4 separate regions of the Sus scrofa genome follow, and regions 1, 2 and 3 are each linked to region 4. A link is a contact called in public Hi-C, HiChIP or PLAC-seq and promoter capture Hi-C data. All regions are on one chromosome and are shown on one strand. Each heading gives the region's core, a stretch centred on a gene start, on an enhancer-like site or on the middle of the called end of the contact. The rest is flanking DNA. Distances are from core to core; before and after follow the strand shown.

The links. Promoter capture Hi-C pulls out the DNA fragments that hold promoters and counts their contacts. A called contact is a pair of places that touch in the nucleus more often than the background predicts. HiChIP or PLAC-seq counts read pairs in DNA pulled down with a chosen protein or histone mark.
Region 1: a promoter capture Hi-C map of liver shows a contact between it and region 4, with 2.2 times the contacts expected there. The contact joins the promoter of FUCA1 here to the promoter of E2F2 in region 4. A contact is called at or near these places in 1 of 5 promoter capture datasets (liver) and 1 of 2 datasets of contacts at active chromatin or transcription factors (alveolar macrophages).
Region 2: a contact with region 4 is called in an H3K27ac HiChIP or PLAC-seq map of alveolar macrophages. The contact joins the promoter of KDM1A here to the promoter of E2F2 in region 4. A contact is called at or near these places in 1 of 5 promoter capture datasets (liver), 5 of 47 Hi-C or Micro-C datasets (embryonic fibroblasts, heart right ventricle, mesenteric adipose tissue and 2 more) and 1 of 2 datasets of contacts at active chromatin or transcription factors (alveolar macrophages).
Region 3: a Hi-C map of embryonic fibroblasts shows a contact between it and region 4, with 2.6 times the contacts expected there. The contact joins the promoter of CNR2 here to the promoter of E2F2 in region 4. A contact is called at or near these places in 1 of 47 Hi-C or Micro-C datasets (embryonic fibroblasts) and 1 of 2 datasets of contacts at active chromatin or transcription factors (alveolar macrophages).

What each region holds. Positions count from the first base shown.
Region 1 is chr6:81,651,116-81,658,240 of Sscrofa11.1, forward strand. It overlaps FUCA1 (fucosidase, alpha-L- 1, tissue), which reads right to left and starts at 4,878. Exons shown (of 8, transcript NM_001315628.1): 1 at 4,480-4,878. The coding sequence starts at 4,871.
Region 2 is chr6:80,902,066-80,909,481 of Sscrofa11.1, forward strand. KDM1A (lysine demethylase 1A) reads left to right here and starts at 1,431. Exons shown (of 22, transcript NM_001112687.1): 1 at 1,431-1,843. The coding sequence starts at 1,490.
Region 3 is chr6:81,688,831-81,695,947 of Sscrofa11.1, forward strand. CNR2 (cannabinoid receptor 2) reads right to left here and starts at 3,720. Exons shown (of 2, transcript XM_021095532.1): 1 at 3,567-3,720.
Region 4 is chr6:81,396,744-81,403,786 of Sscrofa11.1, forward strand. It overlaps E2F2 (transcription factor E2F2), which reads right to left and starts at 2,119. Exons shown (of 7, transcript XM_021095527.1): 1 at 1,352-2,119. The coding sequence starts at 1,603. LOC110261115 (a long non-coding RNA gene) reads left to right here and starts at 2,080. Exons shown (of 2, transcript XR_002344941.1): 1 at 2,080-2,348; 2 at 3,071-4,416.

The DNA.
Region 1 (7,125 bases), core at 3,628-6,127, 260 kb after region 4:
GTCACATGCATTTTAAGTGGCTACTTGCAACACTTGAGCTCCCTGGGACACCAGCAGGAGGTGGCTACAAAATTATGACAGTAGTACAGGATGCCCTACAGTTAATTTTACACACTTATGCTTTAATACTGCATCTTTACATTTCTTTCTCATTTTTTAAAGAAAAACATCACAGTTCTAATCAGTGTGCACAAAATAATGGGGTTGTACCTCTATGTTTTCACTTTACATTTCTGCAAATGGCACCATGTAGAGTCTGTAAGTGTGTGCCTCAGTTTTGATAAACTTTAACTTTTTATGATAGATTTGTATATATTTTAAGGTAGTAAATGATAAAATAGACAAGTGTGTATATCTTATGTATTCGTGACATACCCTTTTCTTAATTTTCGATATTTCTAGGCTACGTGGTTCATTTCCGGGTTTTTTCAAATTGTCAAATCTCCAAAAACTTTCCAACATATTTATTGGAAAAAGTCCACATATGGGGATGCATGCAGTTCAAACCTGTGTTGTTCAAGGGTCAACTGTACTTATATGAGTGACTAAGTTAGTGACACTCAGGAAGTTGCTGCAATCACAATACCCCTTGGGTACTACTCCAAGAATGGAAGCAAATTTAAGGAAGCCACAGTGCTTAGGGGCCAAGGAGGAGGCACAGAAGGAAAGAAGAAATAGGTAAGACAAAATATGTACATGTTGGTTCTTGGGTTCTTCAACCTTTATGTATATTAATGAATAGTTTTCTTTTATTTATTTATTTTTTTTTTAGGGCTGCACCTGTGCCATATGGAAGTTCCCAGCCAGGGATTAAATCTGAGCCTGTAGCTGCAGCAACACTGTGTCCTTTAACCCTGGGAGATTGAATCCACACCTCTGCAGCGAGCCAAGCCCTTCCAGTCAGACTCTTAACCCACTGCACCACAGCAGGAACTCCAATAATTAGCTTTTTAAAAAATGCTTTGCCCTAAAGGAGAAAGATCTCTACTGGAATTAGCAGGTGATAGAAAAGTAAGTTGTTTGTTTTACCAAGCCCATACTAATTGCCTCTCATTTACATAGGTGACAAAAGGCCCAAAGAAAAGGGGAGAAAGGGCAAGTAGTGAAATAACCAAATCCTCCCAAAGCAACAGAAATAAAAGCAGAAATAAACCAATGGGACCTAATCAAACTGACAAGCTTTTGCACAGCAAAGGAAACCATTAAAAAAAAAAAAAAAAAGCAACTTACAGAATGGGAGAAAATAGTTTCAAATGATGTAACTGACAAGGGCTTAATCTCTAAAATATATAAACAACTTATACAACTCAACAGCAAAAAAGCCAACAACCCAATGGAAAAACGGACAAAAGACCTGAATAGACATTTCTCCAAAGAAGATATACAGATGGCCAATAAGCACATGAAAAAATGCTCAACATCATTGATTATTAGAGAAATGCAAATCAAAACTACTATGAGGTACCACCTCACACCAGTCAGAGTGGCCATCATTAATAAGTCCACAAATAACAAATGCTGGAGGGGGTATGGAGAAAAAGGAACCATCCTACACTGTTGGTGGGAACTGAAATTGGTACAACCACTATGGAAGACAGTATGGAGGTACCTCAGAAAACTAAATATAGAACTACATAGAACTACCATATGACCCAGCAATGCCACTCTTGGGCATTTATCCAGACAAAACTTTCCTTGAAAAGACGCATGCACCCGTATGTTCATTGCAGCACTATTCACAATAGCCAAGACATGGAAACAACCTAAATGTTCATCGACAGATGAATGGATTAAGATGTGATATACATACACAATGGAAAAACTACTCAGCCATAAAAAAGAACAAAATAATGCCATTTGCAGCAACATGGATGGAAATAGAGACTCTCTTACTACGTGAAGTAAGTGAGAAAGAGAAAGACAAATACCATATGATATCACTTATATATGGAATCTAATATAGGGGACAAATGAACCTTTCCACAGAAAAGAAAATCATGGACAAGGAGAACAAATTTGTGGTGGCCAAGAGGGAGGGGAAGGGAGTGGGAGGGACTGGGAATTTGGGGTTAATAGATGCAAACTATTGCCTTTGGAATGGATAAGCAATGGGATCCTGCTATATAGCCCTGGGAACTATGTCTGATCACTTATGATGGAGCATGATAATGTGAGAAAAAAGAGTGTATACATGTATGTGTGACTGGGTCACCTTGCTGTGCAGCAGAAAATTGACACAACACTGTAAACCAGCTATAGTGGAAAAAAAAAAAGAATAAACAAATAAAACCAAAAAAACAAAAGCAAATATTACCTTGGCAGTAGAAAATTGACAGAACACTATAAATCAACTATAATGGATGGGAGGGGGAGGGAGTGGGAGGGATCGGCAGCTTGGGCATATCAGACACAACCTAGAATAGATTTACAAGGAGATCCCGCTGAATAGCATTGAGAACTATATCTAGATACTCATGTTGCAACAGAAGAAAGGGTGGGGGAAAAACTGTAATTGTAATGTATACATGTGAGGATAACCTGACCCCCTTGCTGTACAGTGGGAAAATAAAAAAAATAAAAAAAAAAAGAAATAGAAAAAAAAAATCAACTATAATGGAAAAAAAAATCATTATTAAGAAAAAAAAGAAATAACCAAATCACTCAACATTTCATTTGCTTTTATGGTAGAAACAGCTAGTGCCCACAGTGAAAATTTAATCACTGGCCAATGTGGGGAACTCAAGACTTTTAAGGGCTAGACAGTATTTCAGGCTCTGTAGGCCACGTTCCTCTCTGTGGCATAATCTTATTTTCTTCTCATCTCAAGAAACTTACAAAAACAGGCAGAGAAACAATCCCTCTGGCCACGATCGCAGACTCCTAGTGTGGTGGAAAGAACCTTTACCTTAGAGTCGTGGAATTTGGAGTCTAGGACATCTGTCCCCTTCCTCTGTCTGGGCTGGTCAGATCATCTTGTCTGTAAGGGGACATCTTGTCCTGGACAAAGGATGTCTCCCAGATTTTAACTTCTTCATTTAAAAATTATGGATTTCAGGGAGTTCCCGTTGTGGCTCAGCAGGTTAAGAACCTGACCAGTATCCATGAGGATGCAGGTTCAATCCCTGGCCTTACTCAGTGGGTTAAAGGATCCTGCATTAGCCTCAAACTGCAGTATAGGTCAAAGACGTGGCTCAGATCTGGTGTTGCTGTGGCTGTGGCCTAGGCCAGCAGCTGCAGCTCTGATTCCACCCTTAGCCTGGGAACTTCCATATGCCATGGGTACGGCCCTAAAAAAAAGAAAAAGAAAGAAAATTATGGATTTATAAGGCTCCCGGAAAACAGAGAACTCCTCCTTTGTTTATTCAAGCCTTATACTCCCATGCATTTAATTGCAAACACTAAATGTCAGTTGTAATTTCTCTTTAGTACAAGAGAACTTAAAGTCCAAGAAAAACTAAAACCCGGAAAACAGCTGAGAAGACAAGGTAAGGGTGGAAGACTGCCCTAAGCCAGGAGCCAGGGGACCTCCCTGCCTCCATTCTTACCCTCCTGCAACCCACTTCCCTCCCAGAAGCCAAACATCTTTGACGCTAAAAACTGCAACATCCCACCCTCAAGGATGACTCCTCCAGGACTGGCCCTAGTCTTCCATGGCCTCATAAGGCCTTGCCTCTTTTCCCCTTCCCAGGGCTCTACACTTTCTGTTCTCAGAACCATTCACAGGCAAGTTGTGACAGTTCTCAAAACAACCCAAACATTTCTTGAGCACTCTCTATGCTCAAGAAGCATGGAGAAGCATGGAGAAAAGCAGATGAACGAGAATCTGTATGCCCAAACACACTGCACACCAGAAGTCCCTTCCCTCCCCTTCCCTCTGGGCGATACTAAAGCTGCAAGGAAGAACACAATTCCTTTCTAAAACCACGGAAGGGGGCTCTAGGGAGGTAAAATGCCTTGTTCAAGTTTGCAGTTGAACTTGGATCAGACTCCTGATTGGCTTAAAATCCTGATTGTCTTGTTGACCTGGAAGGGACATTAGGTATCACCTAGCTCAATCCTCTCAATCAATATACAGGTGTAGACGCTGAGGGCTTTCCAGCCCACCACCTCCCTGAAACCTTTATTTCCTTCTAAAGCTCAACCAGACGTACCTTCTCCTTAGGGTCAGGAGTGCCACATTCAATTCTGCATCCTTCAGGAGGCAAAACACAGAACCGGGGCGGGGGGGGGGGGAGTGTTGAAGTCAGAGGGACAGCTGTATGACCCCGACCGCTGTGTGACCTGGTAAGTCAGCAAGTCGTCTTGCCTCCCCCTCCATGGTTTTCACCTACCTAATCGTCTCGCCTTCCCCTCCACGGTTCTCACCTACCTAATCGTCTCGCCTTCCCCTCCACGGTTCTCACCTATCTACGCCCTCTCCCGGCTCTCTTCCCGGACGCCGGGAAGCGGCGTCCCGCCCGTCCCTGAAGCTGCACTCACTTGGCCCCGGAGGCCTCGAACAGATCGGCCCAGCTGTCAGGATGGAAGAAGTGCGCTGTAAACTGTGGCCCGAAGTCAGCGTAGGAAAAGTCGGGCGGGTAGTTCTCCTTCATGAAATTCTGGTAGGCTGGCAGCTTCTCGGCCTCCCAGTGCCACCAGAACCACTCGCTGCCCCAGGCCGGCACGGAGAACACGCCCCAGTGTATGAAGACTCCAAACTTGGCCTCATCGAACCAGGCCGGCAGAGGCCGGGAGTCCAGACTCGGCCAGTCCGGGGTGTAGCGACGCGAAGAGCCGGTGCAGCGCGAAGACCCAGTGCAGTCGCGAGCCCTCACCAATTCAAGAAGCAGCAGTAGCAGTAGCACCTGGGCACTCACCGCCCGCATTTTCATCCGGGGTCGTGGTACCGCCGCCTTTACGCCCCACCGCCCCCTCTTAAAGCGCAGGTGCGGGGCGCGGGTCCCCGCCCACCCTAACTAATGATTGGCTCGGAAGGAAAAAGGGGTGGGGCAACTCGGGCTGCTTGGCTACCGAGTCTCCTTCGCCTCCGGGTGGGCGGTCCCTGCCACTGCCCTTGTGATCACAGCGAGAAAGACTCTAGGAGGCGTAGGCAGTGCTGTGCTGACAGTGGATTTGCTGACAGTGGATTGAAAACTTGGAAAGGGACTTCACTGCAGGGCGAACTCGTGGGGGTGTGGAGCTCCCGGTGTGTGTGGTCCATTTTGCCGTTGGAAGCTATAGGAGACTTTTTGAGCTGTGATGTAGGAGAGCAGCCAGGGGCCAGGAATAGCAGGCGGAAGGGCATTGTAACTTCCCCGGAGTAGAAGGATTATGGAAGGAAGCATTAAAAGGCAAGAGATGAGAGGAAAGTGGGCTCTGAAAGAGGAAGAACAGGTGTGACCATTTTGCCTACCTAATATTTTTTGAACTTGTTTTGAGAATTCTGAGGCAATTCAAAGAATTTAACAGCTAGTTGGAAAAACGAGAGTCATGGACAGGCCACCAAGAAGGAATAATTTTTAGAGTAATAGGGTGAGGAAATTGAGAGTCTCAGGCCCAAGGAATACCTGCGTGAACCTTGTCTGGCAGGGAAATCACCAAATTCCTCTACAATTTGTACATTCTACGTGTGAGGCCGTAAGGTGTGGGAAAGTCTAGTGACCCCATGTGGCACAGCTGGTCCCTGCACATCAGTGGGAGATCTGCTGCAGGTCAGAGTTGGAAGGGACTTTGGAAATCCTTGACGCTATCCCCCTTCCTTACTCTTCCCATTTTATGGAAGAGACAGACCCGGAGAGAGGATCAGGGTTTTCCAAAACCACGCAGTTAGTTTGGGTCAGAGGTGGAAGGAGAACCTGAGCCTCCACGTGCGGAATCTGTCTCTCAAACATTGCTTCTCCTGGGGTGCAAGAGAAGGTGTCAAAACTGTGTTGACAGAGCAAGCACTTCCTCATTCTAGCAGTGATAAGGAAACTCAATGGCTGTTGTTGAACGAACAGCCATTTTCTTTATCTTCTGTTTCTTCCTCTGCAAGATTGTGTTGAAATATTATCCAAAACAGCAAGCCCAGACACTTAAAAAAAAAAAAAAAAGGAGAGAGAGAGAGAAAAACCCTTAGTACACATCTTCTAGTGATCAAGTTGAGTAATGGTCTTTGATGTTATAACTCATTCTAAGGGAGATAAAATGAAGGACACCATGACCTTCGTTTCCCCTTCATCTCATAACCAAAACATAAATCTGCAGGGGAAGGTGAGAGGCATTGCAACATAGTGGAAAAACTGCAAGTTGGGAAACCTAGGTTTCTTGCACCAGACATCACCTTGTTGGGTCTCTTTGGGCAAATCTTGCCCACTGTCTGGGCCCATTTCCTTTTATTTTTTAGGGCTGCACCTGAGGGATACGGAGGTTCCCAGGCTAGGAGTAGAATTGGAGCTGTAGCTGCCAGCCTGTGCTACAGCAATGCCAGATCCAAACTGTGTTTGCAACCTACACCACAGCTTACAGCAATGCCACATCCTTAACCCATGGTGCGAGGCCAGGGATCAAACCTGTGACCTCATGGATGCTAGTCAGATTCGTTTCTGCTGAGCCATGACTGGAACTCCTTTTTTTGCCTTTTTAGGGCCGAATCTGCCGCATGTGGAAGTTCCCAGACTAGGGGTTGTATCGGAGCTGCAGCTGCCAGCCTATGCCACAGCCATAGTAATTTGGGATCCAAGCCTGCGACCTACACTGCAGATTGGGCCATGGGGCAGTGCCCGATCCTTAACCCACTGAGCAGGGCAGGGATCGACTCTACATCCTCATGGATACTAGTTGGGTTTATTACAGATGAGCCACAACGGAAACTCCCAAAGTTGCAGCAATCTGATGTTACAAAAGTCTAGTATTATTATTAGACTTAGTAAGTCTTATTATTACTTATACTTTATATATATTTATCACTATTAGACTTTTAAAGTCATTATTATTTATAGACTGACTTCTTATTGCTATCCTAATCAAGCAGGCTTTGACTGAAATAGGCCAAGAGGTTAGTGGTAAAGATGGCAGGCGTGGAAGTTCCTGCTGTGGTGTGGTGGGTTAATGATCCGGCTTGTCTCTGTGGAGATGCCAGTTTGATCCCTGGCCCAGCTCAATGGG
Region 2 (7,416 bases), core at 181-2,680, 500 kb before region 4:
CCCATCAGTGTAGTTCACAGCTGAGCCATATGTTGTATTGTGATTACACTTTTTGGCATAGCTTCTAGTTTTCTGAACTTGTCTCTTTTTCTGTTTGCTTAGTTTAAAAAATAATAATTCAAGGAGTTCCCACTGTGGTGCAAGGGAATCGGGGCATCTCTGCAGCACCAGGACACAGGTTGGACCCTTGACCCGGCACAGTGGGTTAAAGGATCCAGTGCTGCTGTAGCTGTGGCATAGGTTGAAACAGCTGCTGGGAACTGAGCCCTGATCCCTGGCCCAGGAACTCCATATGCCTAGGGTGGCTAAAATTAAAAAAATAATAATAATAATTCAACTTCATCGAAGTACAGTTGACATAAAATATACCTATTTTATGTGTATAGTTAAAATGAGTTTTGACTAATACACTCACACCCCAATCACGATAGGAAACATTTCAATCACTCTCAGCCTGTTCTCTCCAGCTCTTTTGAAGTCAACCTCCACCCTCATCCCAGGCAACCACTGATTGGAGTCTATCACTAGAGATTAATTTCACCAGTTCTCAAACTTCCATTGTTTGAAAATTACGCTTTGAAGACACAGACTTGTGAAAAAGCAATTACCGCTCCATGTCCCAGTGGGAATAAACTTGAACGCAGTCTGTTCCAAGTCAGTGAAGTATTCCTTGAGGAATTAAAAGAATAAACCACCACCACCATCAGCGACATTAGAAAGAATTAACCTGGAGTGGAAAGATGTCATGTTGTGGGGATGGGGAGCGTAGGAGTGGAAAAGGGTGCGAGTGAGGGAGTGTGAAGGAGGGAGAGGGTCCAGACAAAATGAAGAGCATAAACAAAGCTCTGGAAGCAAGGGCAATCCCTTCTGGACGCATATTGCGTTTCCTATTTTATTTTCCATTTTATTACCACGAAACTCAGTTGCTCTCCAAGATTCCCCCAGTTCAAGTAGGACAATTATGAATAGTAAATAAGATCTACCAGTTACATGTCAGTGTTTTCCCTCACTAAACTGTAAACTATTTGAAAGCCAGAACTTGTCAGTCAGTAAAGCTTAATAAATATTGGTTGAGTTGACAAGTAGGTGAATGAGAATGAATGAATGAATGAATGAATGAATGAGGGAGCACGCAAGTCCCTGGAGGAAATGGTCGCCCTCGGAGGTGCAATCCGGCCCAGAAACCCTAGGGTAGGGACGGTGTTGGGACCGATCCCAAAGGCTAAGGAGACGCTCTAGGAAAGCATCGCGCTGTTTGCCATGGCGCCGCTCTAGCCTGGAGGACGCCGCTCTATGGCAGCGGGGAGGGCGGGGCCGTGGGCGTCTCTGGCCTTATTGTCCCGGCGCGGCGGGAGCGCGCTCCGCGCGTGTGCGTTCACGGCGGCGGTTGGTAGCGCGCAGACTGTGTGAAGTGAGGCAAGGCGGCTTCGGACCCACGGACCGACAGACCGAGCGGCCCCTACGGCCGTCGGCGGCCAGGCGGCCCGAGATGTTGTCTGGGAAGAAAGCAGCAGCCGCCGCAGCGGCGGCGGCGGCGGCGGCAGCGGCCGGGTCGGAGGCCGGTGCCTCGGCAGCGGGCGGCGCGGAGAACGGCTCGGAGGTGACTGCGCCGCCCGCGGGCCTGTCCGGCCCCGCCGAGGCCGGGCCGGGGGCAGCTGGGGAGCGCACTCCCCGCAAGAAGGAGCCCCCGCGAGCCTCTCCCCCCGGGGGCCTGGCCGAGCCGCCGGGGTCCGCCGGGCCTCAAGCCGGGCCTACCGTCGTGCCTGGATCTGCGACCCCCATGGAAACGGGAATCGCAGAGACTCCGGAGGGGCGACGGACCAGCCGGCGCAAGCGGGCGAAGGTGAGGCGCGACCCCTCCCTTGAACCACAAATCCCAGTACCTAGCTTCCTCGAGCTTGTCCAGCCCCATAACCACTCACCCTCGCTTGCCGGGGTCTTGGGCCTTGAGCCCCACGCCCACCTCGACCTCCCCAGTCACGGATCTCCACCCACCCCCCCACTAGTCGGGTGGGTGGGGTGAGAGAGGGGAAGGTCTTTGCCAGCGGTGAATGCGTCTTTGTGCTGGGACCCGGCCGTCCAGGGAGAAAGGGGGATGGCGGGGAGAGCTGTTTTACTCGTTGCATCTCGTACACCTTTTCCTTTTCTTGGTTGGGAAAAAATGGCTCCCTGACGTGGAGTTGTGGTGGGCCTTGTTGAAGACGTATATCACTTGTTCACAGATGTATCTGGAAGCCGCTCGGCAGTATTTTTGTGTTTCAGCTGGGAGCGTGTTGGGGCTGTAGGATGATGCTAAAGAAATTGCCTTAGCCTTGAAGACAGAAAAAAAGGAAGTTTTTTGGTTTTTTTTTTCGAGCCCTTTCTGTATGCTGGAGAGTTTTCCTCTTTTTCTTTTTATCCTGTCAACGTTCTTTTGACGTAGATTTTTACAAAGGAGGAAGCTGATGAAGAGGGCAAATATCAATTAGTCAAGGTGTAGATATACAGGAAGAAAAAGATTTGTCACATGACGATATGTACAGGCGATAGCTTGCCTCACATCTCTGGGTGCCAGGTGCTGTGTTCAGAGCGTCACCAACATTGTATTTTGGCTAAACACCAATTGGCAGGTATTGCTAGCCCCACTTGAGGAATGAGTAAACTGAGGCACACAGTTTAAGCAACTTGCCCAGAGTCACAAAGCTGGGTAAGTGGTGGAACTGGAATGTAAGCCCTACACTTACAATGTGATAAGGTATCATCAGCCTCTGAAACAAAGGACCACATGGGACACCAGCAATAAGCAGAACACTGGGGCAGTACTAGGGCACAAACTTTAGACTTGGGCCTTTTCTGGCGATTTCATGGTACAGTTGGAAAAACTGGAAATGTATGTACATAGAACTTTTAAGTAAGTAAATATTTTAAGTTGTGTAATTTATGTAACACATAAATGTGTATGAGGAGCTTCTTGAGTATTGCCCAGACAGAGCCTTCAGGTTGAACTGCCCCTTTGAGAATACTCTGTGCTCAGTATGAAGGAGAGAAGTCTCTGAGGGGGCTTTTACTAAAACATGAGTTAGAAAGGCACAGAGGTTGGCAACTCCCAACTCTCAGAAATGAAGTAGAAGGCAGAAGCCCAACTGGTTTGTTTTTTGTTTTGTTTTGTTTTTGTCTTTTTTAGGGCCGAAACCACGTCATATGGAGGTTCCCGCGCTAGGGGTTAATCTGAGCCGTAGCTGCTGGCCTGCATCACAGCCACAGCAATACCAGATCTGAGCCAAGTCTGCAACCTACATCACAGCTCACGGCAATGCCAGATCCTTAACCCACTGAGCGAGGCCAGGGATCGAACCTCATGGATACTAGTTTCCACTGAGCCATGGTGGGAATTCCCCAAGTGCTTTTTGTTTGTTTTTCTTTTTATGGCCACACCTGGGGCATATAGAAATTCCAGGGCCAGGGATGAATCTTAGCTGCATCGGGAACCCACGCCACATCCACAGCAATACCTATGCTGCAAGCTTACTGCAAGGCTGGATCCTGAGCAAGGCCAGGGATCAAATCTGCATCCTCAAAGAGACAATGTCAGGTCCTTAACCGGCTGAGCCACAACGAGAACTCCCCTTAGGTGTTTTGGGTTTTTTTGGGTTTTTTTTGCTTTTTAAGGCCACACTGGAGGCATATGGAGGTTCCCAAGCTACGGGTTGAATCTGAGCTGCAGCTGCTGGCCTATACCATGCCACAGCAATGCAGGGTCCGAGCCATGTCTTCGATCTATCCCGTAGCTCTCAGCAATGCCAGATCCCCAACCCACTGTGCAGGGCCAGGGATCGAACCCAAGTTCTCATGGATACTAGTTGGATTCGTTGCTGCTGAGCCACAACGGGAACTCCTTGTAGACTTTTTAATGGTGGCCATTCTGACTGGTATAAGGTGGTACTTCATTGTAGTTTTGATTAGCATTTCTCTAATAATTAGTGATGATGAGCATCTTTTCATGTATCTCTTGGCTGTCTGTACATCTTCTTTGGAGAAATGTCTAAGTCTCCCACTCATTTTTCAACTAGGTTGTTTTTTTATTATTGAATTGTACGAGCTGTTTGTATATTTTAGAAATTAAGCCCTTGTCAGTCACAGAATTTTCTCCCAGTCCTTAGGTTGTCTTTTTGCCTTTTTTATGGTTTTCTTTGCTGTGCAAAAGCTTATAAGTTTGATTAGGTCCCATTTGTTTATTTTTGCTTTTATTTCTATTGCCTTGAGGAACTGACCTAAGAAAACATTGGTATGATATATGTCAGAAAATGTTTTGCCTGTGTTCCCTTCTAGGAGTTTCATGATGTCATGTCTTATAATTAAGTATAAGCCATTTCAAGTTTATTTTTATGTGTGTTGTGACTCTGTGTTTAACTTCATTGATTGACATTTAGCTGTCCAGCTTTCCCAATAGCACTTGCTGAAGAGACTTTCTTTTCCCCATTGTATATTCTTGCCTCCTTTGTTGAAGATTAATTGTCCGTAGATGTGTGGGCAGTGTAGATGGATCTTGCTTCAAGAGTTTAATGGCTTATGAAAGGGATATATCTATATTTCATGGCCTGAGCACTTATTCAGTTTGGGGGACTCTTAAAAAAAAGTATGTTGAAAAATAATAAAACTAGAGAACAATGAAAAAATTATGTATACATAAACGTGTGTATAATTATGTAAACAAGTAAATGTGTATGTAATTATGTAATCAAAACTTGATTCAGGGGAGCTCCCATCGTGGTGTAGTGGCTAACAAATCCGACTAGGAACCATGAGGTTGCGGGTTCGATACCTGGCCTTGCTCAGTGGGTTAAAGATCCGGTGTTGCCATGAGCTGTGGTGTAGGTTGCAGATGCGGCTTGGATCCCGCATTGCTGTGGCTCTGGCATAGGCCGGTGGCTACAGCTCCGATTAGACCCCTAGCCCGGGAATCTCCATATGCCGAGGGAGTGGCCCTAGAAAAGGCAAAAAAAAGAAAATTTGATTCAGAGTATTGGAAGGAGTCCATGCAACTGAAGGTCCCTGATGCTTAAGTTTCATTAGTTTTAGAATAAATTCACCTCTGAGTGTGTATGCTGACATTATGGCAAACTGTTTAAAGTTTGAAATTGTTAAAATGGCTAAGCATTTAGGCAACACCACCTCATAAGGAATGGTGGCCTTGAGCTGGGCCTTGAAAAAGGACAGAATTTTTTGAGGTATTCTGGAAAAGGATGGACTTGTGGAGTTAATTCATACTCCTATGATTCCTTTTCCTCGGAAAAATAAATCCTATCTTGTAAGGTTATTAGGTCTAGATATAATGTAAACAAAATACTTACTGTAGTTGTGTAGCATAAAATAAGTAGGTAACTAGTGATTAAGTACCACCAGTGAAAAAAAGGAAGTGAAAAATGCTTGGAATATAATACAAAGTGGTTTGAGAAGCAGCAGGGAGTCCAGAGTGGATAACAGAATGTTGGGAGCAATGGGCAAATTAATTTAATTGGAAATGAGATTTTTCTAGGAACAAGGTAAGTTGGAGGGATCAGTAGTGTTCAGGTTACAGAGTTGTGTCTGGATTGTAGAGAGCCAAACACTAGATCTGGTGCTGTCCATTATGCTAGCCACTAGCCACTTTATGGTTAGTGAGTACTTACTCTGTGTCTAGTAGACTGAGAAAACTGAATTTTTGATTTAAAAATAATTTTTTTTTTTTTTTGGTGCCCCTGTGGTACATGGAAGTTTCCAGGCCAGGGATCAAATCCAAGCCCCAGCTGTGACCTATGCCGCAGCTGCAGCAACACTGGATCCTTAACCCACTGCATCAGGCTGGGGATCAAACCTATGCCGTCACAGAGACAGTGCAGAATCCTTAACCTGCTGCACCACAGTGGGAACTCTGAATTTTTAATTTTAATTGAATCCTAAATGTCCACATGGTTGTGGGTGGCTAGTGCTAACTTACTGAAAGTACGGGTACAGAACATTTCCATTATCACAGAAGATTCTATCAGGCAGCCTTGCACTGGATTATGAAGTGTAAGTGCTGTGAGAATTTAGAGAAGGGAGAGAAATGTTTGTAAGTTTGGAATATTTAGGGAATAATTTGCGGAGGAGGTGGACCTTGAATTTTAGGCATTGTATTTACAGAAAAAGGTGAGAGTAGCTTTTAGGGAGCTTAGTATTGAGGACTTTTTGACTAGTGTGTTTGAAAATGAGTAGAGGTGGTTTTGACTAGTTAGAGCCAGAGAGTATGTATGCTGGATTGAAAGTTTTGGCATTCATCTGTTGAACTATCTAAAACTATAATGTATTTGGAAAATTAATCTGGCCTTTGTGCCCTGGGTGAATTACAAGGAAGAACAATTAAAACAAGAAACTGGAGCTTTAAGGTGGTTGGGAAAGTGAATGAATCACTGTAGCATGGGTGTGGAAGAAAAAGGAAAGACTAGAAATGTAAATTTGAGAGTCATGGGTGTAAGAACAGTTACCCTGTTGACTCATATCTGCCTATTGGGACATCTTTTTGTCCTTGGTTATAAGTACTTGTAAACCTCTGAAGTCTCAGAGGATTTTACTTAGGGAGTGAGATTCCCAATCCTTTGTATTCAGAGCATCCACTCTTTTTCTCAGGGGAACAGTTTTTGTTTTTTAGAGTTTGTATGATTGTTTCAGATGGCTTTTAAACTTTTTAGTAAGTTGAGAAATCCTTTTTCATAAAATATAATTTTAGGAGTTCCCGTTGTGGCTTAGTGGTAACAAACCAGACAGACTAGAATCCATGAGGATGCAGGTTCAATCCCTGGCCTCACTCAGTGGGTTACAGATCGGTGTTGCTGTGAGCTGTGGTGTAGGTTGCAGACACAGCTCGGATCCAGCGTTGGCAAGGCTGTGGCATAGGCCGGCAGCTGCAGCTCCACTCTGACCCCTGCCTGGGAACTTCCATATGCTGCAGGTGCAGCCCTAAAAAGGCCAAAAAAAAAAAAAAAAAAAAAAATGCATAAAGTACTACTTGCCTGTTTCATGTCAAGGTTATTTTTTATTTTGGCTGCACCCACAGCACGCAGAAGTTCCTGGGCCAGGGATCAAACTGAAGCTGCAGTTGTGGCCTGCACCTCAGCTACAGCAGCACCAGATCCCTTAACCTGCTGCACTACATGGGAACTTTCTAGTTTATATTGTTTAAGTTTATAACAATTATTTTATAACAATTATTTTAATTGTCAGTCTTTGAGACAATGAGGCTATTCTGGTAGAGCCAAATTTGAGAATGGAGGTTAAAGCATAATACTTAACAGTCTTGTTTCAGCCTTAGTAATTTCTGTATTTTGTTTATGAAGTACTGTATTGATTGACAAGTAGTGGTAGTGCAAAAGCTTGTTTCATTTGCTTGTTTTTAGCTTGTCTTGCCATCTCTCAGTTGAA
Region 3 (7,117 bases), core at 2,470-4,969, 290 kb after region 4:
CTTTATACCTTCATGCTTATGAGATGCTTTCCACCTCTGTTCTCCTTTTGATTCTCACCACCATGTAGTGTGGTTCTGGATTCAGACAGACCTGGGTTTGAGGCTTGGCTTTGTCATGTGACCAGCTGCGCGAACGTGGGCAGTCTTTGGCCTCTGTGAACTTTAGTTTTATTTTTTTAAAATTTTTAATTTTTTGTCTTTTTTCCTTTTCTAGGGCCGCTCCCACGGCATGTGGAGGTTCCCAGGCTAGGGGTCGAATCGGAGCTGTAGCCAGCGGCCTACACCAGAGCCACAGCAACGCAGGATCCGAGCCGCATCTGCAACCTACACCACAGCTCACGGCAACGCCGGATCGTCAACCCACTGAGCAAGGGCAGGGACCGAACCCGTAACCTCATGGTTCCTAGTCAGATTTGTTAACCACTGCGCCACGACGGGAACTCCCTCTGTGAACTTTAGTTTCTCACCTCGCAAATGTGGGTAGTGACACATCTCCCTCATAGGCTGCTATGTGGATTGAATGAGGCGAGGCTGCCGTCCTAGCAGAGCTCTTGCCTGTGGTACGAGGATGCTCAGGAAGTGTTAAATTAAAAAAATAACAAGCACCCCTTTGAGACAATAGGTAATGCTACTATAGCTTCATTTTTATTTTATTTTATTTTTATTTTTTGTCTTTTTGCCTTTTCTAGGGCCGATCCTGCGGCATATGGAGGTTCCCAGGCTAGGGGTCTAATTGGAGCTGTAGCCACTGGCCTACGCCAGGGCCACAGCAACTTGGGATCTGAGTTGCATCTGCAACCTACACCGCAGCTCATGGCAACGCCAGATCCTTAACCCACTGAGCAAGGCCAGGGATTGAACCTGCAACCTCATGGTTCCTAGTTGGATTCTTTAACCATGGAGCCACGACGGGAACTCCTACTATAGCTTCATTTTTAGAACTAACGAGATTGAGGTTTACACAGGTGATGTGACTAAGCCAAGGTCTAATTGGTGAAGGAGACTTGGTCTTCCAGAGGATTCGGTGATGACAGCCCAAGCTTTGGAGCCCACAAAGCAGGACTCAACAAGGGCTCCACTCTTCCTTGGCCGCATGATCTTGAGGGAGTCCCTATTGCCTTTGAGACTTGTTTTTCCTTCTCCGTAAGGTAGGACAACCCATCTCCCTTTGAGGAGCTCCCTTGGGGTCTCCTGGCTCAAGGAGTTTTTGCAGGGGTGGGAGTAGAAACAAACTATTTGAAGGAGAGATGGCCCCACCCAAGGAAGGGACCAAAGGCCATTGGTCCCTTGAGGGTTGGGGACCTGGGCTGTGGCCTGAAAGTGCCTTGGGGAGATAGCAGGACCTCTGGGGGAAGTTGCTGGGTGGCGTACCCTGGAGGTTGAACCCAAGACACAGTGGATTCAAGTCTTGGCAAAGAATCTGAACTCTAGGCATGCCAGAGAAGTGCACAGAGCTGAACTTTATGGGATCAAACCCCTTTGGACAATGGGCATCCATCCTAGGAGGAGCCAGAGTGGCTTCTGTCATTTTGTGCTCCTACAAGACCCCAAGAGTTGATGTCTGGTGCTAGAAGGTGGGGGTTGGGTGAGGGAAACTCAGTACACGCTGAGATACAACTTCTGTCTTTTTTTTTTTTTTTTTTTTGTCTTTTTGTCCTTTTTAGGGCCACCCCCATGGCATATGGAGATTCTCAGGCTAGGGGTCTAATTGGAGCTGTTGCTGCAGGCCTACACCAGGGCCACAGCAATGCCAGATCCGAGCTGCATCTGTGACCCACACCACAGCTCACGGCAACACCGGATCCTTAATCCACTGAGTGAGGCCAGGGATCGAACCCGCAACCTCATGGTTCCTAGTTGGATTTGCTTCCACTATGCCATGATGGGAACTCCAGATTCAACTTCTGACCAGCCCAGTAGGATGAGGGCTCAGAGTCCTATTGAACATTCTTTAATAAAAATGAACAAAAGAATGTCTTGTACACATCCGAGAGCATGGGGTAAAATGAGAAGATGCAGTGAGATGAGGAGGGAAGAGAAGAGACTGGTGCTGGAGGGCTCTGCTCAGCTGAGCTGGGCTGCCATTTCCCCACCCTAAACTGGCGTTAACCAACCAAAAGGTAAAGGACCTGCTTCACTGGCTGAGGCCCATGCCATCTCCCGGGGCCTCCCCCAATTCCTCCCTAGCCCCTCCTCCAACTCAATCCTGGTCTTCATGCCTGGAAGATGTCTGCATGCCACCCATACTAGGGCAAAACAGCCTGTGGCCTTATCTATCCTCATCTCCAATCCAGAGCAAAGGCAGGTGGGGTGAAGAACAGAATCTCCTCTGCAGCCACTCCCAATGCAGGTACCCCCATCCCGGAGCCAGCGTCATCCAGTCAACCCTCCATGAGCCTGAGTGATGGTCTCGGGCCCAGGTTTTCTTGGAAGAGAAGTGGCGTGATTTGTCTAAGGCCCTAGGGTTACTAGAGGCAGCCCTGGGGTTCACACCCAGACACTGGCCCCAGTGCACATGTGTCAGCACTACTGTTCCCTGAGTGGAACCTCCAGGGAAGTGGACCCTGGTCTTCTGAGTCTAGCGTGGACTAGACCACATTACACTACCGAGATGCCCCAACTGGGCAATCCGTGTCTCTCTGTGCCTCAGTTTCCCCATCTGTAAAATGAAGGCCAGGACTCACCAGGTGATCTCTTCGAGCCCTAGTCTTTTGGGGTTCTTTCCTGGCCACCACCTGCTATTCAAGCCTGTACCTTGTAAGGCAGGATAGCCTTGTGGTCAAAGAGTAAGTAAGCTGTGGAGCCAGATGCCGAAGTGCAAGCCCAGCACCCTCACTTCATGCCCTTGTAACATCAGGTAAGTAGCTGAGGCCCCGTCTGCCGAGCGGGGAATGATAATAGCACCTACTGTAGACAGTTGTGAGGATTAAATAAATTTAATCATGAAAGGCCCTTAGAGTAGCACCTGGCACATGTGAGGCTGTCTGCGGGCTGTGAGCATCACCTTCTATCCTAACTTTGATAGACATGAAAGCCGAGGGCTGATTCTTGACCTGTCTGAAGGTAGGGATTGGACCAGCCCTGTGCCTTCCAGTGCTGGCCCTCAAAAACCTCAGGAGGCCTCACGGGACATCCATCTCCTGGCCCCTGGCAGGCCCACCCAGCTTCTCCCAACCCTGGAGGGAAGGGGTAAGTTAAGAACACAGGTTTTCTGCAATGAGGAAGGATCCCCAAATAAAACAGCAAGAGGGAGTTCCCGTCGTGGCGCAGTGGTTAACGAATCCGACTAGGAACCATGAGGTTGCGGGTTCGGTCCCTGCCCTTGCTCAGTGGGTTAACGATCTGGCGTTGCCGTGAGCTGTGGTGTAGGTTGCAGATGCAACTCAGATCCCAAGTTGCTGTGGCTGTGGCGTAGGCCAGTGGCTACAGCTCTAATTCGACCCCTAGCCTGGGAACCTCCATATGCCGCAGGAGCGGCCCAAGAAATAGCAACAACAACAACAAAAAGACAAAAAAAAAAAAAAAAAAATAAAAAAAAAAATAAAACAGCAAGAAAAACTACTCACCGTTGTTTGTGGCTGAGCTCCCTGACCCTGCTGGGTGTTGAGGAGTCCTGGCAGTTGTGTGGCTAAAGCCTGGCCCTAGGGCCCAGCCAGAGCTCCTGTTGGACTGCTGCCCCCAAACCAGCTGTCTCTTGCTTTTGCTTTCTCACAGATGAGTGAGTGTGGCCTTCCGTCCCTGTCACAACTTCCCCTCTGGGTCCCCAGTGCCACAACGTTCTTGCCCTTGGAGTTGAACTGTTTTTCATGGGGATCTCTGACCAGGGTATTGTCCTTGGAGCTGCGGGATTTGGGTTCTAATCCAGCCAGTTCTTATGACCTTAAGCAATTCACTTAACCTCCCTAAACCTTAATTTCTTCATCTGTAAAATGGGGATAAGGCACTAGCCTGGTACAGATCACCTAGAATGACATTCCATACGAATGCCTCTACCCCTCCAGATCAGAGCTTTGAACCAGATGCATTCAGGCACCAGGCAGATAACATAAATGGGTGAAGAGTGCCGGTGTGGGGCACCAGGGAGTGGTGCAGGCTGTGGGGAATGGGGAACACCCCTCTCAGCTCCAGGGAAGCCTAGCCCCTGGGGAGTGCAGGCCCAATTGCCAATGGTCAAAGCATTTGAAAGATGGGCCACATTTTCCGAGACTAGAAATCCTGACTTTTATGTAGTGGCTTCCAGTCTTAGAAGGTTGCCCACAAAGTCAAATCTTTAAAAATACTGTGTAGGGGAGTTCCCCTGGTGGCTCCGTGGGTTAAGAACCCGACTCGTATCCATGAGGATGTGGGTTTGATCCTTGGCCTCGCTCAGTGGGTTAATGATCTGGCATTGCATGAGTTATGGTGTAGGTCGCAGGTGCCGCTTGGATCTGGCGTTGCTGTGGCTGTGGTGTAGGCCAGCAGCTATAGCTCTGATTTGACCCCTAACGTGGGAACTTCCATATGCTGCAGATATGGCCCTAAAAAGACAAAAAAAAAAAAAAAAGAAAGAAAGAAAAGGACTGGGAATCTGGGAATCTGGGTTCCAGGGTGGTTCTGCCACTGCCTGGCTATGTGATAAGTTACTTCCTTTGGCCTCGATTTCCCTACTCCTAAAATGATAGGTGCTTCTGCAACGTCCAATGGATCTGAATCACCTGAAGGGCTTGTGAGAACAGATTGCTGGCCCACACCACCCCAAGTTTCTGACCAAAGTATTGTGGGGCGAGACCCGGGAATCTGAATTCTTAACAAGTTCCCAGGTGATTCTGTTGGTCCTTGGACACATATTCGGCAGCACTAGACAAGATGATGGTTAAGGGCCCTTTTTGCTCAGTTGGTCCAGAATCTCCAAGTCTCCTGGGTACCCTGGGTAGGGCTGATGGGACCCACACAGGAAGTCTGTTCTCCTTTTCCCCACGGGAGCTTAGTTGCACCTGCATGGGATGGTCAGGCGTCAGTTTTCTCAGTTCCTAGCGGACAGTCGGCTTCCCCAGTCCTTGTTCTGTGAGATGCTGCCATCTACTGGATGCATCTGCCCATGGTTGGGCCCAGAGCACCACCACACTTGGGGCCTGATTGAAGAATGAAACTTCCTGGGCGGTATCTCTCCCGTCAAGCCTCAAGGAGGCAGCTTCAGTAACATCTAGGCCCTCTGAACTGTTCAGATGACTCAGTTTCCAACATAGATGCTGGCGCCTGAATTAATTTGGGACAATGAGAACAAAATGCTCTGGCAAGCAATGTGAGATATTCTCATCAAACTGTTGCTATTTTCTGCTTTTAAAAACCTGACATACCATTATCTTAATTTACTAAATGCAGATATTGGTGGTGATATTTAAGTGGACATGTATTTGTGTATATTTACAAATTTTTACTCCAAGCATCCTTTTAGATGGCTGCATAAGGCAGGCTTAAAACATGGTGATTCACTTAACAAATTGGGCAAAAAGGAAAAGGAAACTGACAGTGATGTTGGTAAGCATTCAATGAGACAGAGAGTCTTGTGTACTTAGTGGGAGCAGAAGCCGAAAGTAAGGGGCCACAAGGTTCTCCAGCATGGTGCAGTGGTTTGGGCATAGTCTCTGGAATTGAGCTAGGCCTAGGTTTAAATTCTTGTTTGGGGAGGATCTCCAGTGTCTGGTCACTTTCTTTTTCTGACCTCAAATTTTTTTTTCTTTCTTTTTTGGCTGTGCCCGTCGCCTGTGGAAGTTCACGGGCCAGGGATCAAACTCGAGCCATGGCAGTGACCCGAGTTATAGCAGTGAAAACAGCAGATCCTTAACCCACTGAGCCACCAGGGAACTCCTCTGATAGCAATTTCTTCAACTAGGAATGAGGAACTTGGTCCCAGTCAATGTTTCTCAAATGCTAAGTTCATCAGAATCTCTAGGAAAGCTTATTAAGGTACAGAGATGTTGACTCAGTGGGCCTGAGCTGGGCCTGAGAGTCCGCATTTCCAACCGGCTCCCTTGTCACCTAGGCGACTAAGTGACCCTGGTCATGCACCTCCTCTGAGCCTTAGCTTCCTTACCTGAGGATCTTCAAAGGGTGAATGTAGGTATCAAGTGAGATAACGTGTATAAAGCTATTGTTGCTCTCCTGAGTCTTAAACATGTTCATAACATTTCAATCAGTAATGAACTTGCAGAAATCTATTTCATGAAATGAATCATATGACCGAAGAAGTTACAGTGGTATTATTTATGCTAGTAAGAACCAGCACCCACTCTAATGATTCAATAAGATAGGGATTATTTAATTGATTATGGTATATCCATATGCTGGAATTGGATGTGACTATTAAAAATTGGTTTAAATAATTGTAATGAATTCAAAAAAGTTTTGTAACACAGTAGTAAGAGAAAAAAACAAAACCTAAAAGTGTTTTTAAGTAGGCAAGGGACTTGGACATTGAAAGAAGACATCCAAACATTAAACAGGAAAAGCTGCTCAACCGGGACAGGGGTGGGCAGTGGGGATTTGGGTGGGAGGGAAGCTCTCTTTTCTCTATATTTGAGCCACTGGGGCCCTGGGGCCTTGTTTCAAGTTCTCGAAGATGCCCCACTTTCTCTAATCTCAGGGCCTTCAGTGCCATTCCCCAGAGTAGAAAAAATTCCCCTCTTAGTTCATCCTTCAGATGACAGTTGCAATGTCACTGCCTCCCCTGGAAAGCCCTCCCTGACTACCCAGGCAAGTTATAAGCACTTCTTACACTTAGGATTCTTGTCTTTCCCTTTGGGGATGACTGTGAACCCCACAACAGCATGATCCACCTTTCACATTCACTGCTGGATCCTCTGCAACTGGCCACTGTGCCTGGCCCATAAGTGCTCAATAAATAATTGTGAATGCTTTGCTCCTGGTGATGTTAGAGAGGCACCGGGCTAGAAAGTGTGTACAGAAAAGTTGTAAAGTGCTGACAGCGTTTTATCTTTCATTTCTTGGAGAAAGTAACCTACAGAATTCTCCTTTTTTTTTTTTTTTTTTTTTTTTTTTGTCTTTTTGCTATTTCTTGGGCCGCTCCCGCGGCATATGGAGGTTCCCAGGCTAGGGGTCGAATTGGAGCTGTAGCCAC
Region 4 (7,043 bases), core at 869-3,368:
TGGACAGGTCCCATCCCCTCTGCAAGACTATTTCCCTCCCTGCACACTGATACCACCTACTTTATAGGTTTCAAAACTGTTTTAGGCTGTAAAATGCTGAATAAAATATAGGTGCAGAGTCCTTGTTACCCTTGGCTGTTTGACCTGTGAAATAGGAAAAGTCCTCCTGCTCCTTTCTCCTGGTTGGAAATAATGTTCAGGAAGGAGCCCTGAAAAGTTTTAAGCCTTGAGCATGGGCAAAGCAGGATTCAAGCAGCAGGGAGTGGGGGACTCTGCCCGTAGCCAGAGGTGGCTGGAGACCTATGCCTGCTGACTGACACAGGTCTGACCAGATGCCTCTAGGGCAGAGGGGTGGTCTTATCCCTGTACCTGAATTACTTCACCACTCACACAAAGCAAACCCACAAGAGCCCCATCTCCCCTCCTTGGAGCCTGCTTCCAAAACCCAGGACCTGGAGCTGGAAGAGACTCGAGGTGAGTTAGTCCCACAGCTACCCATGCAGACACACATTTTCAAGACAAGGAAATTGGGACTCAGATTGGGGCCAAGACTTGTCCAAGGACACACAGCGAATAAATGGCAATCAGGACGAGAAACCAGGCTCGCTAACTACCACCCCCACACCCTCAGGGCTCTTCCAACTCCATCCCCACCCTATGGTTGTTTCGATTCTCATGGGCTCCAGGAATTCCACTCCCACACAACACACCCTGTGTCTGGTGCCACCACACATTGGCCCCTCCCTGGCAACGGGCCTGGGGGCTTGAAGAAGGAACAGTCAATCTGAACAGGAACCCCAGAGGGCTGCCCCCAACTTGCACCTGCTACTGGCTGTCTGGAACAGAAGATTGAGCCTGGGGGAGGACCTAGGGCAAAAGTCAGGAAAGAGTTGGCTCAGTGCAAAATTTGGAATCTCAGCCCGACTGGACCTGAGAGACCTCCCCCTATTTTAAAGTCCCTTGTTACTGTCCCCAGGCTCAGCTCTGTGACTGGACAATAGCAGGTGCCCAGCACTGGTTTCTGGGCCAAACAATGAACACAAGAATGAATGACAGCAAATTGATCCCATGGTCTTCCCCAGGGTGCACTGAGGATAGTGTTGGGTCTCCACACTCTTGATCCAGTGCTCATTCCATTCCACTCCAAGAAATGAGGTTATTTCACCCCAAGTCTGAAAACGAAAGGCTCTTCTATTCAGATATTTAGGAAATGTGTTGTTCTGGAAGCTGAAAGCGCCCCTTCTCCCTCCCCAGATTCAACCTGCTTCACTCAGACTGGGTCCCTCCCGCCTTTCCCACACCCAGATAAGCAGAGAGGGAAGCGGTGGGTGAGGGGGGTCCCCAGCATTACCGGCAGCCGGCCAGCCGGCACGCATCGCACAGCTTGGCCCTCCGGTCCGTGGGGGGTGGCGTCGAGGCAGGTGCCCGGCGCTGCGGCGGGAGGCATAGTCTGCGGGTACAGCTGGGTGTAGTAGGTGGTGGTGGCCTGGCAGAGCTGGGGGCTGCTAAGGCCGGGCGGCCACAGCTCGGTGGGGCTCATCGCGGGCAGTCCAGTGGGGGGCGGCCCCGCGGCAGGAGCCAGGACCCGGGGCCCTCGCAGCATGGCGAGTGCAGCGCCCCCTCCCCAGCCGGGCCTGGCGCGCCCGCAGGCACCTGCGGGCTTCGGAGCCTAGGGTGGCTCACACGACCCGCGGCATGGCGCGGAGGCCGGGGGAAGCCGCCAATGGACGCCGGCGGGGCAAGGCCAGACCCTCCCCTCCTGGCCCGCCGCCGAGCCGGACAGCGCTTGGAGATCGCCGCTTGGAGATCGCTTGGTGGCGGCGGCGGCGGCGGCACAGCCAGGGGCTGTCCCGCCCCGAGGACGGCTGCGACCAGCGAGGGCCCTGAGCCCCCGAAGGCTTAGGCGCCTGGGATCCAGCCGGCTCCGGGAAGGGGTCTCTGGGGTACCCGCGGGCTCGGCAGAAACGCGATGCGCTGGGATCGGGGAGACAGACCGATTGCACCGACTCCCTCTCGCCTCGCTCTCGAGTCCCTGAACCTTTCTCTGCTTCTTTTTTTTCTTCTTCTTTTTTTTTTTAGCGCGAAACTGCGTGCCGCGAAATTCGGATCTCCCGCGGAAAATGCCGCGCTCTGATTGGTCGCTGACACAGGCAAAGGCTCCACCCCCCGGAAAGGACCCGACCCCTAGGCGGTGATTACAACAAGAGCCTGGGGCTTAAAGGGGCCGCTACACCTGCTGTTGCTCGGCGCCCGCCAGCGCTGGCTGAGGGAGAAACAGACTGAGAGGATGGTTCCCGCCCAGGGTAGAGGCAGCCGCAAGCTGAGGACTGGGTCCGAATTCCCTGGAGGTGAGGGAAAACACTTTGGCGTGGAGTCCTGACCAGAGCCCAGACCCAGCAAGCAGTACACTGCCCAGGACGCAGGCCTTTTGTTTGCGTATAGTTCAGATAACATATGTGTGTTTATATCCTTTTCCCCCCGCTAAAATGAAATGAAATGAAATGAGAGCCAAAATGAAACTGAAAGCCAGGAACCTGTACTCTTTCCTGGCAAGAGGGTGAAAGACGGAACCTAACATTTGTACCTCTTCAAAGGGGGCTACTGACATCTATTGAGCTCCCATAACCTGGCATATTGATTATGCTAAGCACCTGGCTAGATGATTTCGTTTTATTTCATTTAATTTAATCCAACAACCCTCAGAAGAGGAACAATGTTCTTCGTGGCAAAGATGGACAGTCTGAGAGGCTAGGTAACTTGCCCAAGGTCACACAGAGAGATCAGCGACTTGAGGTCTGGCAGTTCAACATGGGACAGGCCAGCTCCTGGGCCCTTATTTGTTCCAATAAAAGTCTCCTCCCTCACTCTCCCAAGCTGTGCCCGGCCCCTTGCAGGCTTGCTTGGGAGTTCAGACTGCAGGGCTCCAACCTGTTCACAGTGTATGCCCAGAGCCCATCACTCAGTAAATAATTGCACATCTCCAGGTTTCTCCTAAACAATCCTTTAGTCACAGGTCTTCCTTCCCTCATTGCTGATAATCCATTTACATTCCTCATCTCTCCAAATTTAGGGAGGCCAAGGCTCAGAGAAGAGACCTTGGCTAGTGAGTGGCAGAGGCTCCAGAAGTTGCTGCTAAATTCCATATCTGCTGATTCCTGCCTGGTGCTGTGTGATTTTTATACAAGTTTGAGCCTGGCATTCGAAGCACTCTGGAGTCAGTCTCCAGCTTACTACCTACCGGATCCTCAGATCTCCAGGATGAGGTGGTAATAATTCATGGGGATGAAGAACCCAGACTTTGTGGCAGACAGCCCTGGGTTCAATCCCAGGCACTGTCACTTCACTAGCTGTGTGACCCCAGGCAAGTTCTGTAAACTCTCTGAGCTCGGGTTTCCTTATCCCTAGTGACACTCACTTCATAAGATTGTGGGGGAATCTCATGAGATACCACATGTAAAGCTCTCAGCACCCAGCCTAGTTCCTTAGGCACTTAAGAAACAGCAGCTGTGGTTACATCTCTGGCCTTATCTCTAGTACACAGACCCCTTTACTCCAGTCTATGCATTTCACTGGACTTTCATGGCCCAGCCTATTTATTTACTTATTTATTTATTTTTGGCGCACCCACGGCATATTGAAGTTTCCTGGCAAGAGATCAAACCCGCGCCACAGTGCCAATGCAGGATCCTTAATTCACTGAGCCACGAGGGAGCTCCCAGTTAATTTTTTTGATATTACTTTTTTATTTTACTTTTTATTTTACTTTTTTGATATTACTTTTTTATTTTACTTTTTTGATATTACTATTTTATTTTATTCCTTAGCCATTAAAATCATTCAAGCATGTATTTTTCTACATAACTTATTGCGAGCTGATCAATGAATGTTAAATAAAATGTTAATTTTCATCATTTGCTTCAATGCATGTCTTCTTGACCAAGTCTTCATTTTTTATTCCATAATATTTTATGCCTCACCTTTCAGGCAATAAAGAATTTTTATTTTTTTTAAATAATTTTTTTTTTTTTGGTATTTTTAGGGCTGCACTTGTAGCATATGGAAGTTCCTAGGCTAGGGGTGGAATCGGAGCTGTAGCTACCAGCCTAGCCATAGCCAAAGCAAAGCCAGATCCCAACCACATTTGCAACATACATTGTTTGAGACCTACACCACAGCTTATGGCAATGCCGGATCCTCAACCCACCGAATGAGGCCGGGGATCGAACCCGCGTCCTCTTGGATACTAGTCAGGTTTGTTACCACTGAGCCACAATGGGAACTCCAATGAGGAAATTTTAAACACCACAGCTAAGAACCTGAACATTCATCTGCAAGTACCCATACGCTTCTTACATGCAGTTGTGCTCTTAGTGGTTTTCTTACAGCCATCTTTGATGATAAGTTTTGGGAAAACATTTGTCATGACAATCTTCATTCGCCTTCAACTTTATAGGCTCTTTTGCACCTTGAAGAGCCTGGTGACAGGCCCCTAGGCACTGCTGCCCCATCCATACGGCTGACGGGTGCCTTCTTTCCTCAGCAGCCACACTGGAAAAAGCTTCATGACCTAGTTTAAATGTCACTTCTCCAGGAAGCCTTCCCCGCCTGCCTCCCCTCTCATGGTCAGAGTGCCTCTTTCCCTCTTGGGACCTTTCCTGTGTTCTACCTCAACAAACGAAGCTTTGTTTTCATGTCATGTTTATCTGTTAGGTAAGTTCCATCAAGGGACCAGGTGGTATTTCTCCATGCCCCTCAGCATCCAGAGCCTGGCTTGGCATGCAGAAGATGGCTAACAAATATTGATTAAATGATTCACTCATCTTCCCAGCAAAAACTGGCAGAAATGAATAGATCTGAAGTCAGAGACTCAGCAGGCCCAGCTTCAAGCCCCACTCTCCACCCTTCCAGCTGAGCGCCCTTGGACAGGCTACTGCTCCACCTCTCAATGTCCCGTTTCCTCAATCATCAAATATTGATAATGCTTCTGCTTGGCTAATGTCACAGGACTTCAGGGATATTATTAAAATGATGTTGGTGGAGTTCCTGTCGTGGCTCGGAGGTAACAAACTCAACTAGTATCCATGGGGACTCAGTTCCATCCCTGGCCTTGCTCAGTGGTTAAGGGTCCAGCATTGCCATGAGCTGTGGTGTAGGCTGCAGCTGTGGCTCGAATCTCGTGTTGCTGTGGCTGTGGTGTAGGCTGGCAGCTGCAGCTCCAATTCAGCCCCTAGGCTGGGAACCTCCATATGCCCTGGTCCAGCCCTAAAAAAAAAAAAAAAAAAGATGGAGATGATGACCATTAATATTTCTGTAACCTACTATGTGCCAAGCTCCTCTGATCCTCATGACACCCTCTGAAACGGGCACTATTATTATCCCCATTTTACAGATGAGGGAACCTGGAAGGAATTGTGGCAGAGCAGGTTTGGGAAAGGAGCAGGGCCCCAGGGCCAGGAAGGGAAATGGGGGTGGCAGGGTGGGGCTGAGAGGAACGAAGGGAGCCAGCAAGGGGGCTGAGAGCCAGCTCTCTGTGGTTGAGTTTCGGGCAGCTGGGGCTGGCTTTAGAGTTTCACTGCCTGGGAACTGACTAATTCTTGTAAGAGGTGTGGGACACAGATCTGCAGTCTGTCACCCTGAATTTGAATTCCTGCCCCATTCCTTCCTTAGCGTCGTGCTCTTAGGTTGCTGGACCTCTCTGAGCCTCAACTTACTCATCTTTGAAATGGGAATGGCAAAAGTGACCTTTCCACTTACAATGAGGAGTCATTAAGGTGTTGGATAGGGAGTCCTCTGAGGAGTGCATAATAGGTATTTAATATATTTTCACTGATGGCGTTCCCTTCGTGGCTCAGTGGCTAACGAACCCAACTAGGATCCATGAGGATGCGGGTTTGATCCCTGGCCTCCCTCAGTGGGTTAAGGATCCGGAGTTGCCGTGGGCTGTGGTGTAGGTCACAGACATGGCTCCAATCTGGCATTTCTGTAGCTGTGGTGTAGGCAGGCAGCTGCCCCTTCAATTCGACCCCTAGCCTGGGAACTCTCATATGCTGTGGATGCAGCCATAAAAAGCAAAAATATATATATAAATATATTTTTCCACTGAGATTTGTGTGAGATGGACCAGAGAGGCCTCATATGGAACTGAACTAAAATAGTTGCCTTTTTTTTTTTTTTTTTTTTTTTTTTTTTGTCTTTTTGCCATTTCTCAAGCCGCTCCCACGGCATATGGAGGTTCTCAGGCTAGGGGTCGAATCGGAGTTGTAGCCACCAGCCTACACCAGAGCCACAGCAACGCGGGATCCGAGCCGTGTCTGCAAACTACACCACAGCTCATGGCAACGCCGGTTCCTTAACCCACCGAGCAAGGCCAGGGATAGAACACGAAACCTCATGGTTCCTAGTTGGATTCATTAACCACTGAACCACGATGGGAACTCCTGCAATTTTCTTTCTTTCTTTTTTGTCTTTTTTGTCTTTTTTTTTTTAGGGCCACACCTGTGACATATGTAAGTTCCCAGGCTAGGGGTTGAATCAGAGCTGTAGCGGCCTGTCTACATCACAGCCACAGCAACGCCAGATGCGAGCCACACCTGTGACCTACACTGCAGCTTGGGGCAATGACACTGAGCAGGGTAACCCACTGAGCAGGGCCAGGGATTGAACCTGCAATCTCATGGAAACTAGAGGGGTTCCTTTCCACTGAGCCATTCATGCCCTATACTCTTCTGTTTCCCAGGCTTGGCTTACATGGCTCCATATCCACAAGGCCCCCTTCCTTCCTTCCATCCCCATGTGACAAGTCTTTTTTTTTTTTAATTTTTTTTTTTTTTTTTGTCTTTTTGGGGCCACACCCACGGCATATGGAGGTTCCCAGGCTAAGGGTCCAATCAGAGCTCTAGCCGCTGGCCTATGCCACAGGTACATCAACTCCGGATCCAAGGCGTGCCTGCGACCTACACCACATCTCACAGCAATGCCAGATCCTTAACCCACTGATCAAGGCCAGGGATCAAAACTGCGTTCTCATGGATACTAGTCAGATT